2 separate regions of the Sus scrofa genome follow, and region 1 is linked to region 2. A link is a contact called in public Hi-C data. All regions are on one chromosome and are shown on one strand. Each heading gives the region's core, a stretch centred on a gene start, on an enhancer-like site or on the middle of the called end of the contact. The rest is flanking DNA. Distances are from core to core; before and after follow the strand shown.

Evidence for each region. A called contact is a pair of places that touch in the nucleus more often than the background predicts.
Region 1: a contact with region 2 is called in a Hi-C map of omental adipose tissue, with 1.8 times the contacts expected there. The contact joins the enhancer-like site here to the promoter of GATA6 in region 2. A contact is called at or near these places in 2 of 5 promoter capture datasets (fetal skeletal muscle and liver), 12 of 47 Hi-C or Micro-C datasets (alveolar macrophages, brain, embryonic fibroblasts and 8 more) and 1 of 2 datasets of contacts at active chromatin or transcription factors (skeletal muscle).

The regions. Positions count from the first base shown.
Region 1 is chr6:107,771,803-107,776,562 of Sscrofa11.1, forward strand. The region is part of intron 2 of LOC106510680 (a long non-coding RNA gene); the gene reads right to left. Among named protein-coding and RNA genes, the nearest start is that of RBBP8, 150 kb to the right of the region's middle. Within about 2 kb of position 1,544, at least 2 of the 83 cell types and tissues checked have an H3K27ac peak or open chromatin away from gene starts, as enhancers often do. A contact at or near this core is called in mesenteric adipose tissue and omental adipose tissue, where this site is marked.
Region 2 is chr6:107,282,142-107,286,788 of Sscrofa11.1, forward strand. It overlaps GATA6 (GATA binding protein 6), which reads left to right and starts at 2,186. Exons shown (of 6, transcript NM_214328.2): 1 at 2,186-3,348. The coding sequence starts at 2,223. It overlaps LOC100525229, which reads right to left and starts at 614. Exons shown (of 6, transcript XM_021096175.1): 1 at 526-614.

The sequences.
Region 1 (4,760 bases), core at 294-2,793, 490 kb after region 2:
TAAAGATCATTAATATTCTATGCAATGTTAATTGCTGTTTCTTGGGTGCAGTGAAGGGAAGAATTGTGTTCAATGATTAAATTAAGTTTGAAATGGCAGGTTAAACAACGTTAAGCCAGTTTCCTCACTTCAGACCTTTAATATACTAACATACATGTGACTCTCTGAGGCGGAAGGGGAGGGGATGAGACACAATAAAATAATTTGTTTTCCTCAAACTTATTCAACACAAATCCTTTTTGAAGAGTATCCATTAACATCAACTATTGACAAGACATATTCCTGTAATGTTTCCAAGATCCAAGTGCAAATGCTTCTTTCTACACATGAGGAAACTAAAGTGGCCAAGAATGGTGAGGGGCAGAGCCAAGACAATACTGGGTCTCCTTATTATTCCCATCATCTTTTGACTGTTCCATACTGTTTCTACTGTCTTCTCTCATCCTCTGGCAAAACATAAAACATCAATGTTTCTTCCTTCTTCTGTCCTTCCTCTCAGGTAATTGTCATAGTACTTGTCTTTTCACTTGTTTGCTGAGTTTTTCTCTGCTGTTTATAACATTGGGTCTTAAGCTCTTATATGAAAACAGTCAGTCTTACAGACAATGAAATAATAGACAACTTGTGCTCAGTAAATGCTTGTAGCCAGAAGATAATGACAATATCCATAGACACTCTCCCCCAGCCTCATTTAGATATTCTTTCTAATAGAGACCATCCCTATCCCAGTTAAGAACCAATGCAGCATACTGTCCGCAATAATAATATCTTCCCTGCAAGGGGTTACTCTTGATATAGTGCCTTAAAAGTTCCATTTACAAGTTTTAGATTGATTTTTCCTACTTATACAAGAGATTTCATAATTATTAATAGATAAGATTCACACATGATTAAGTGCTGGACAGAATGTACAGAATATTCAGCTTCTCACATGGGACAGGTTGTATGTGAGAATTTTGTGCAACTTGGACTTCTTTGTATGTGTATCATTACAAAGTCTACATAACTACAAACTAGGTCATATGGATATGATGTTAGATTTTGGAAATTTAAGGGGGGAGAAAAAAAATTCTCCACAATCTCAATCTAAAAGATATCCATGTCCCTAACAAGCAAGTAGGGGCTACTATGCTGCCACCTTGTGGTAAGTATGCATAAGTGCCAATTAAATAAATACAGCGACCCTTTTCAGTGAATTATTACATAAGGCCTCAAAGAAGAAAATACTTGTATCAAAGCATTATTCAAAAAAATTAAACATTTTACCATTAATTAAGTAGCTATTTATATATTATATATTATTTGATGCCTTAAATTAATTTTTAGGTAATAATCAAAAAGGAAATGGTCACCACTGAGCACTTACTTACACGTGTGACCCACCCACCCTATGGAAGAATTTTCAGGCTTGTGCTGGATAAAGAAGGGAACACACATCAGTGAGCTATGAAGCAAGCTCTACTTGGTTATATTAGGAGGTGTAGCCTCAGAGAGTAACTTTAGTTGTTTGACCTCTGTGTATTACCTGCTGAGAGAACAAGGCTGATCCAGTCTTTGGGGATCTGGTAAGTTGAGATTGGCCATCTGTTTGCAGGGCGTTCCCACCATGGCTCAGTGGAAATGAATACAACTAGTATCCATCAGAATTCAGGTTCAATCCCCAGCCTTACTTAGTGGGTTGGGGATCCAGCATTGCTGCTGTGAGCTGTAGTGTAGGTCAAAGTTGTGGCTTGGATCCCAAGTTGCTGTGGCTGCAGTGTATGATGGTAGCTGTAGCTCTGATTAGACCCCTAGCCTAGGAACTCCATATGTCGCGAGTGCAGACCTAAAAAGCAAAAAAAAAAAAAAATCTGCTTGCGTGTAGTCTGATGGGCCCCATGCGAGAGCAAAATGCAAGGGGCTGAGATGTTCTACTGAGGAGAGATAACAAAGGCTATCTCCTCACTTCTTGACAACCAGCCCCCTTCCTACAGGGCAAGAGAGTCACCCAGAACCAGATCAAGACAATATCTGTCCGTTCATTCTTTTATTTAACCAGTAATTATTCATTCACCCAATAATTATTAAGCATCTACCATGTGCTGGACACTCGCTAAATGAAGGGGATAGAATGGTGAGAAATGGTCTAGTGGTTAGACACAGCCTCTGCTCTCATGGATTTCACAGAGCACTAACTAGACTTGGACAAAGTGAGGATCAATGAAAAGTGATAATTGTACATGTGCTGTCATTCTTGCCCTCCAACCACCCCTGAGGGAACTTAGGTTCTGAGAGAGAAGGGAGCAATGACACTCAAAAGAGCTAGCAAAATAAGCATTTGACACTCAAGAGACTCTCCATGTTAGAGGCTCATTGAAAGATCATAGTTAGGGGTTTATCCCACCGGACAGATGAGTTTGTAGTATCAGCTAGAAGATATAGACAAAACCCAATCAACGCCTCCAGGTACTTCAATTTTCATTGCAGAACAAGACACACATGAAAATTTAATAAACAGGAGAGATCACAAAACAGCTTACAATAAAATGCTAAAGGAATGGTATAGCAGTCAAGGACTGGATGGAGGCAGCAAATCTGTCATGAGTTGGGCCTTATAGAGGAGCAGGGGTTGGCTAGGTGGACAGGAAGGGATGGGATACAGGAAAATCACCTTAGGTGGCAGAAATATCAGGGAGCAATGGGGGTGAGATGTGACTGCTAATGTACACTGAAGACCATGGAAGGAGGTTGAGACTCCTAGGGCCTGGCTAATGAGTCCATTTTCCCAAGTATAAGTAAAAATTTACAATTTTTAGGGGTTTATCCCACCGGACAGATGAGTTTGTAGTATCAGCATAGCTGATACTGTTCTAGAAGATATAGACAAAATATCTAGAGTGAGTTCTAGTCTGAGTTTCTCCTGCGTTCCCTCCAAGGCTTTGAGGCAGATCTAGCTAGCCAGGTGAGCAGGAAATTGTCACCAAATAATAAGATCATCCAATTAGAGCCAGAAATGGGTGGAAAAAGGCAAAGATCTATTTCCATTAAGTCTCCTGGCTTGTCTCCCCTGTCAAGGCTTCTGGTCTTGACCTGAAGGAAGAGCCTGCCTTTTCTCTTCAGGAAGCAAGTTCTGGACATCTGTCACATCAGAAGGGGGATGACAGCTTCTGGGAGAAGCTCTCAGAGTAGAAACCATAGGGCCTATATCTCGGCTGAGGCGTGACCAAATCTGCAGTAAGGAAGAGAGCTGAGAAAGATCCATGAAGTTCCCAGGACACTCACACATTCAGAGGCACCTGGAAAACCAACTCATCAACATCATCCACCTTCCTAACCTTCTGTGGGTATCTCCTGAGTTCCTGTCCGCTCACTCTTAAGTAACCCGCACATTAGCAAGCTTCCCTCTGTTCATTCCTTGTTATCTGAGTCACATCAGGTTAAGGTGTATTCCTTTGCACTCCATTATTCAATATCTACATTTTGAGAATTCAAACTTACAAAAGTATTTGTTAGTCTATAAATCCTTAGTCTTGACATATGGTCAATTACAGCTTTAAGTTATAGGATAGGGATCTGCAAACTACAGCCTATGGGCCAAATCCGACCTGCTGCCTATTTTTATGAATAAGGCTTGATTGGAATGCAACAATGCCCATCATTCTGTGACAATAGTCTATGGATATCCAAGGATGTTTCCATACTACAATGGCAGATTTGAGTGTTTGTGACAGTGACAACATGGCCCATAAAGGCTAAAAAAAAATTTTTTTTTAGGGCCTCACCCACAGCATATGGAGGTTCCCAGGCTAGTGGTCTAATCAGAGCTGTAGCTGCCGACCTATGCCACAGCCACAGCAACATCAGATCTGAGCCGCATCTGCGACCTACACCAGAGCTCATGGCAACACCGGATCCTTAACCCACTGAGCAAGCCAGGGATTGAACCCGCAAATTCATGGTTCCTAGTCGGATTCATTTCTGCTGCGCCACAACGGGAACTCCCAAGGCTAAAATATTTTTAATCTTGGCCTTTACAAAAGAAATTGCTGACCTCTGGCATAAAACAGATATAATTACTTATAAGACTGAGGTTCAGACTTACTGGCCAAGGTCTTATAATCTCTCAGAATCTCAGTTTATCACCTCAAAAATTAGAATGAAAACGCCTGCTTTGTCTATCTCATGACACTTCAGTGAGGAGCAAATGAAAGAACACATTAGTATTTATAAACCTTAAAAGTAGAGCTCCAGGGCTCCAGGGTCCCTAATCTTCTCATTGCAACTGCAACTGCTCCAAGATACCTTCCTTGCTCCCCAGGTAGAGTGAGTCAATCTTCCTATTAGCCAGATTCCTTACCTTGGTTGGATTTCATTCCCTCTCCCACTGTTGCTTCAAAAGGGCTCCCAAATATGTCTTTAGAGCTTGCTGGCCTCTCCTGCCCTTTGGTATTTTTGTCGCCCACAAAAAATTAAAAGCAACAGAACTCAGTCATTCATCAACAGGTTAACAAAGCTTTAGAAGGGAGAAAGCCAAATGAAGGTATTAGAGGACTACTGTGGCTAAATCTAAGAATGGTTAGGAGATAATGCACAGATGTTTAAAGCATAATGAGAAGACTTTGAAAACAGTGGCCAGGAGTTTATATTTGATTCAGTGAATGGTAGGAAATCCCTGGAGGACTAAGTAATTAGGGGAAAGCAGCAGCCGTGGGGAAGGCTCCCAAGGGGCTGCCATTCTGCTTAGGGTTTCTTCCCGGGCTCCATTTGACACTGAGACTGGG
Region 2 (4,647 bases), core at 936-3,435:
ACTAGACCCCCGACGGCCACCAGGACCTGAGCCCCAAGGTCTCGAGAAGAGGTCGGGAAACATACACAACTACGGGGCAAAAAGTTCATTTAATGTGGAGGCAGCAGTGGGGGAGACCAGCGGAGGAAGGCACTTTCCCCTCACTTTCTGAGGGCTCGCTGACCCCCGAGATGGCGCGTCTCTCCCGCTGCGGAGACAGCGTTGGACTATGCATAGTCAACCCTGCCAGCGCCTCCCCCCCTTGAGTATGTGTGTAACTGGGGGAGGAGGAATGGGTGTGGGTCGCCAGCCAGGTCAGGCGTTCTGCCACCTCTGCCCCTCCCCCGGCGTCCCCGGGATCGGCGCCCCCTGGGTGGACTTGCTCTTAGTCCTAGGACCGCGCTCGCAGCTCAGCCCACACCCGCAGGCTGCGCGGGACTCATTGTCTGCCCTAGCAGCGCGCTCCCCTCCCCCGCCGCCCGCCTTCCCCTCCCCACCCTCTTTTCTCTCCTCCCCTCGTTCCCTCCTCCTCCTCCTCCTCTTCACCTCCAGCGCCCAGCTGCTCGCTGAGCGCAGTTCCGACCCACAGCCTGGCACCCTTCGGCGAGCGCTGTTTGTTTAGGGCTCGGTGAGTCCAATCAGGAGCGCAGGCTGCAGTTTTCCGGCAGAGCAGTAAGAGGCGCCTCCTCTCTCCTTTTTATTCACCAGCAGCACCGCGCAGACCCCGGACTCGCGCTCGCCGGCTGGCGCCTTCGGCCTCTCTCCACATTCGGGAGCACACTCCTCCACCGCTGTTCTCCATGCGCTGCGCCCACCCCAGGTTCGGCTGCTACCTCTCTTGCTCGAGCACCCCTCTTTCTTCCTCTGCACCCCCCACCCAACGCAGGCCCCTCGGCCTCGGCTCTCCGGCCCTCTGCGGGCCGCGATCGGCTCCAAGGGTGTCTATCTTATCCACTCCTGGCAGGCCGTGGCGGCTCCCAGGTTCCTGGATACCGCGGACTAACTTCTGGTGTCTTTTCCTCTCTCCGAAGCGCTTATCTGCGCGCACCCTTATCTCCGAGTTATCTTGGCGCAAAGGGGCGGGAGCCGGAGTCAGGCGCGCAGAGACTTCTTTCGTGCTATCTGGCCTGGGTCTGTGTGTGTATTAATTTTAGTATGGTTATCTCCGATGAGCCGAAACGATTTGGAAAAGCAGCCCCATAGAGGCCAGCTAGGCTGCGTTTGGCCTCCCTCCACCCCCTCCTAGTCTCCCTGTCATTCTTGCTGCTCTCCCTTTTGGGGTGGCTTCGTCTCCAGGGCGGTCTCAAGTCCCCCTTTCATCCCCCCCTTTTTTCCTCCGCGCTCCGCTCCACCCTGCTACGTCCATTCCGGAACCGTCTAGCCTTTCCGCGCCTGGGGATGACCGCGGGGTGGGCCGGGGTGGCCCAGCCGGCATGGCCCGGCCGGCGTGAGCGCACGCATCGGTGGCTGCGGGGGCGAGCGGTGTCTAAGGTGTGCGGCGCCACGGGGACGCGGGTTGGGCATGAGACTTCGCACTGCCTGTGCCCTGAAGGTCCGAGACTGCGGTCTCCGCCCAGGCGCCCCACCTCCCTGGGCTGGGTTGCATTTCTCTCTGGAGCTCGCGTTGCGTCTCGTCAGCGCAGTCCGGGAAGCTCTGGGAGAGCCAGTATGGGAGAACTCGGTGGTTTCGTTTTCTGGGACAGGTTGCTTTCCCTGCGCTAATGATTTTCAAGCGGGCAGCCTTCACACTGAGGCATTCCCTGCGAGGGAGCCCTCCGTACCGGGGCGTAATAAGGCAGCACCGACACGCACAGCTACTTTAACAAAAGTTCCTTTGTGTGCCATCGGCCGGGAGGGAGCCACTTCGGGGCGGAAGGAAAACCTTGGTCAGCCTCGCAGTCACCCCTGGGATCTGGCGCGCGTGTGGATGGAGGATGCTGCGAAGGAGGGTGGGAGGGGAGGGCGAGGGGACTCTGGAGGTGCGGGAGAAGGAGAGCGGGTATCCTGGTTCTGGGAGGACCTTGTGGCGGCTGAGCAGGCTCCATGCTCCTCTCTTTCCCCACCCCTAGAACCTGGGCCGAGACGGGATCTTTGAGGAATCTCATTATCTAGAGAGGGGAGTGGAAGTGAGAAGGGCAGCATGCGCTTTTGATAATTCCTTTTTATTTTTTCTCCCGACCCTGCCTCCCTCCCCACCCGGTCTCAGGAGCTAGAAGTCAGCTTGGAGCAGCGCGGGACCGTGGATGGCCTTGACTGACGGCGGCTGGTGTCTGCCAAAGCGCTTAGGGGCCGCGGCTGCGGACGCCGGCGACTCCGGAGGCTTTCCAGCGCGGGAGCCCTCTACGCCGCCTTCCCCCATCTCCTCCTCTTCCTCCTGCTGCTCACGGGGTGGGGAGCGTGGCCCCGGCGGCGCCAGCAACTGCAGGACGCCGCAGCTCGACACGGAGGCGGCGGCGGGACCCACAGCCCGCTCGCTGCTGCTCAACCCTTACGCCTCGCATCCCTTCGGGGCTCCTCACGGACCTTCGGCGCCCGGGATCTCTGCCCCCGGGGGCGCCCTGTCGAGCTGGGAGGACCTATTGCTCTTCACTGACCTCGACCAGGCCGCGACCGCCAGCAAGCTGCTGTGGTCCAGCCGCGGCGCCAAGCTGAGCCCTTTCGCACCCGAGCAGCCGGAGGAGATGTACCAGACCCTCGCAGCCCTCTCCAGCCAGGGGCCCGCCGCTTACGACGGAGCGCCCGGCGGCTTCGTGCACTCGGCGGCCGCGGCTGCAGCGGCCGCAGCGGCGGCTAGCTCCCCGGTTTACGTTCCCACCACGCGCGTGGGCTCCATGCTGCCAGGCCTACCGTACCTGCAGGGGGCGGGCAGCGGGCCCGCCAATCATGCGGGCGGCGCGGGCTCGCACCCCGGCTGGCCACAGGCCTCAGCGGATAGCCCCCCATATGGCAGCGGAGGCGGCACGGCGGGCGGCGGGGCGGCGGGGCCGGGCAGCGCAGGCTCGGCCGCGGCGCATGTCTCGGCGCGCTTCCCTTACTCGCCCAGCCCTCCCATGGCCAATGGCGCGGCTAGGGACCCCGGGGGCTACGCAGCTGCCGGCGGCGGGGGCGCGGGCGGCGTGAGCGGCGGCAGTGGCGGTGGCCTGGCGGCCATGGGCAGCCGCGAGCACCAATACAGCTCGCTATCGGCCGCGCGGCCGTTGAACGGGACGTACCATCACCATCACCATCACCACCCAAGTGCCTACTCGCCCTACGTGGGTGCGCCGCTGACGCCCGCATGGCCTGCGGGACCCTTCGAGACCCCGGTGCTGCACAGTCTACAGAGTCGCGCCGGAGCCCCGCTCCCTGTGCCTCGGGGCCCCAGCGCAGGTAAGGGTCGCGCAACCGCGCGGGGGTGGGGGCTCAAGGCGCCTAGGCCTGGCTGGACTGGGGGCGGGGGGGGGCGTTGCGGAACGCGGAGCAGCTGCTTGACTTGGGCATTCCTGTCTGAATGCCCAGAGTCTGACAGAGCTGATGTGCTGCTTCTGTTTTGCGAAGTGTCTTAGTGCCATTCCAGGAGAGAGTCTAGATGCTCAGATGTAGCTCAGTGTCTGGGAAGACGTCCAGGGACCTGATGAATAGCGACTGGGGTGGGCAGTTGGAAAAAATGAAAAAAAATGAGCCCAGGAGGGAAACGGACAGAGCCGAAGCCTGGTGGCAGACTCTAGTTTGCGTGGGCGAAATCGTGAGACTCCACTTGCGGGGTAATTTCGGGGAGTTTTCTGCATTTCATCCTCTCCTCAAATGCAATCTCACCCAATTCAACCCTCCAAAGGTTGGGAGTCGTGTGTGTGTGCGTTTTCCTCAAGGAGAGTGTTTTAAAAGAGCTCCAGAGTGGAAAAGGACCTAGTTGGCATTTAGCTCCCTGGCCCTCAGTGAGAGGGAAAGAAGAGAGGTCGGCTTTGTGACTGTCTGGAAGCGAAAGCTGGTGGAGGGGTCCTTTGGCTTGACATTAATTCCCCAAGTGTCTGGGTCTGTTGATCCCCCTCCCTTCCTGCGCCTGCCAGGCTGGAACCCGGGGTCCTGGGGCACCCACACTCATTCTTTCTCCAGAGTTCAAGCTAACAAGTTTTCAGTCTCCACTCTCACTCATGCTTTCCATTCCAGTGTCTGGGGGCAGTTTGGAGTGAACTGGGAAAACACAATTGTCAAAATACCTGGAAATGCCCCATCTTGAGAAGTGTTTGTCCTGCTCAAGCAGGGAGGGTGTGAACTGTTGTTGGCTGGCCTGATCAGGGCGCCTTGGCTCTTTTCCCCAGCAGTGGCATTCTGGGTCCTTCTTGATGCTTTCAGAGGTCTCTCTTATGGGTATTTAACCTGTTTGATATAACCTGACAGCCTCCTAAGACCGGGGGGAAAAAGTCTTTTTTTTTTTTTTTTTTTTTTTTCCTTTTTGAGGGGAGATGAGGGAGTCAAAGAGGAGGCAAAGACAAGGAGACACACATCAGCCTTACCCTCCCGGATGCTCTCACCTCTGGTCTGGGCTGTTTTGTGAGTGCCACCACAGCCGCCCTCCGTTTAGGGACTGCAAGTCTTTTAGGGTCAAGGGAGGCGTTGCCAACCTTGTGTTCCCTGGCAAGCTGGGAATGATAGTGGCCTGAAGGTGAAGGATCTGATTTGAACCACCCT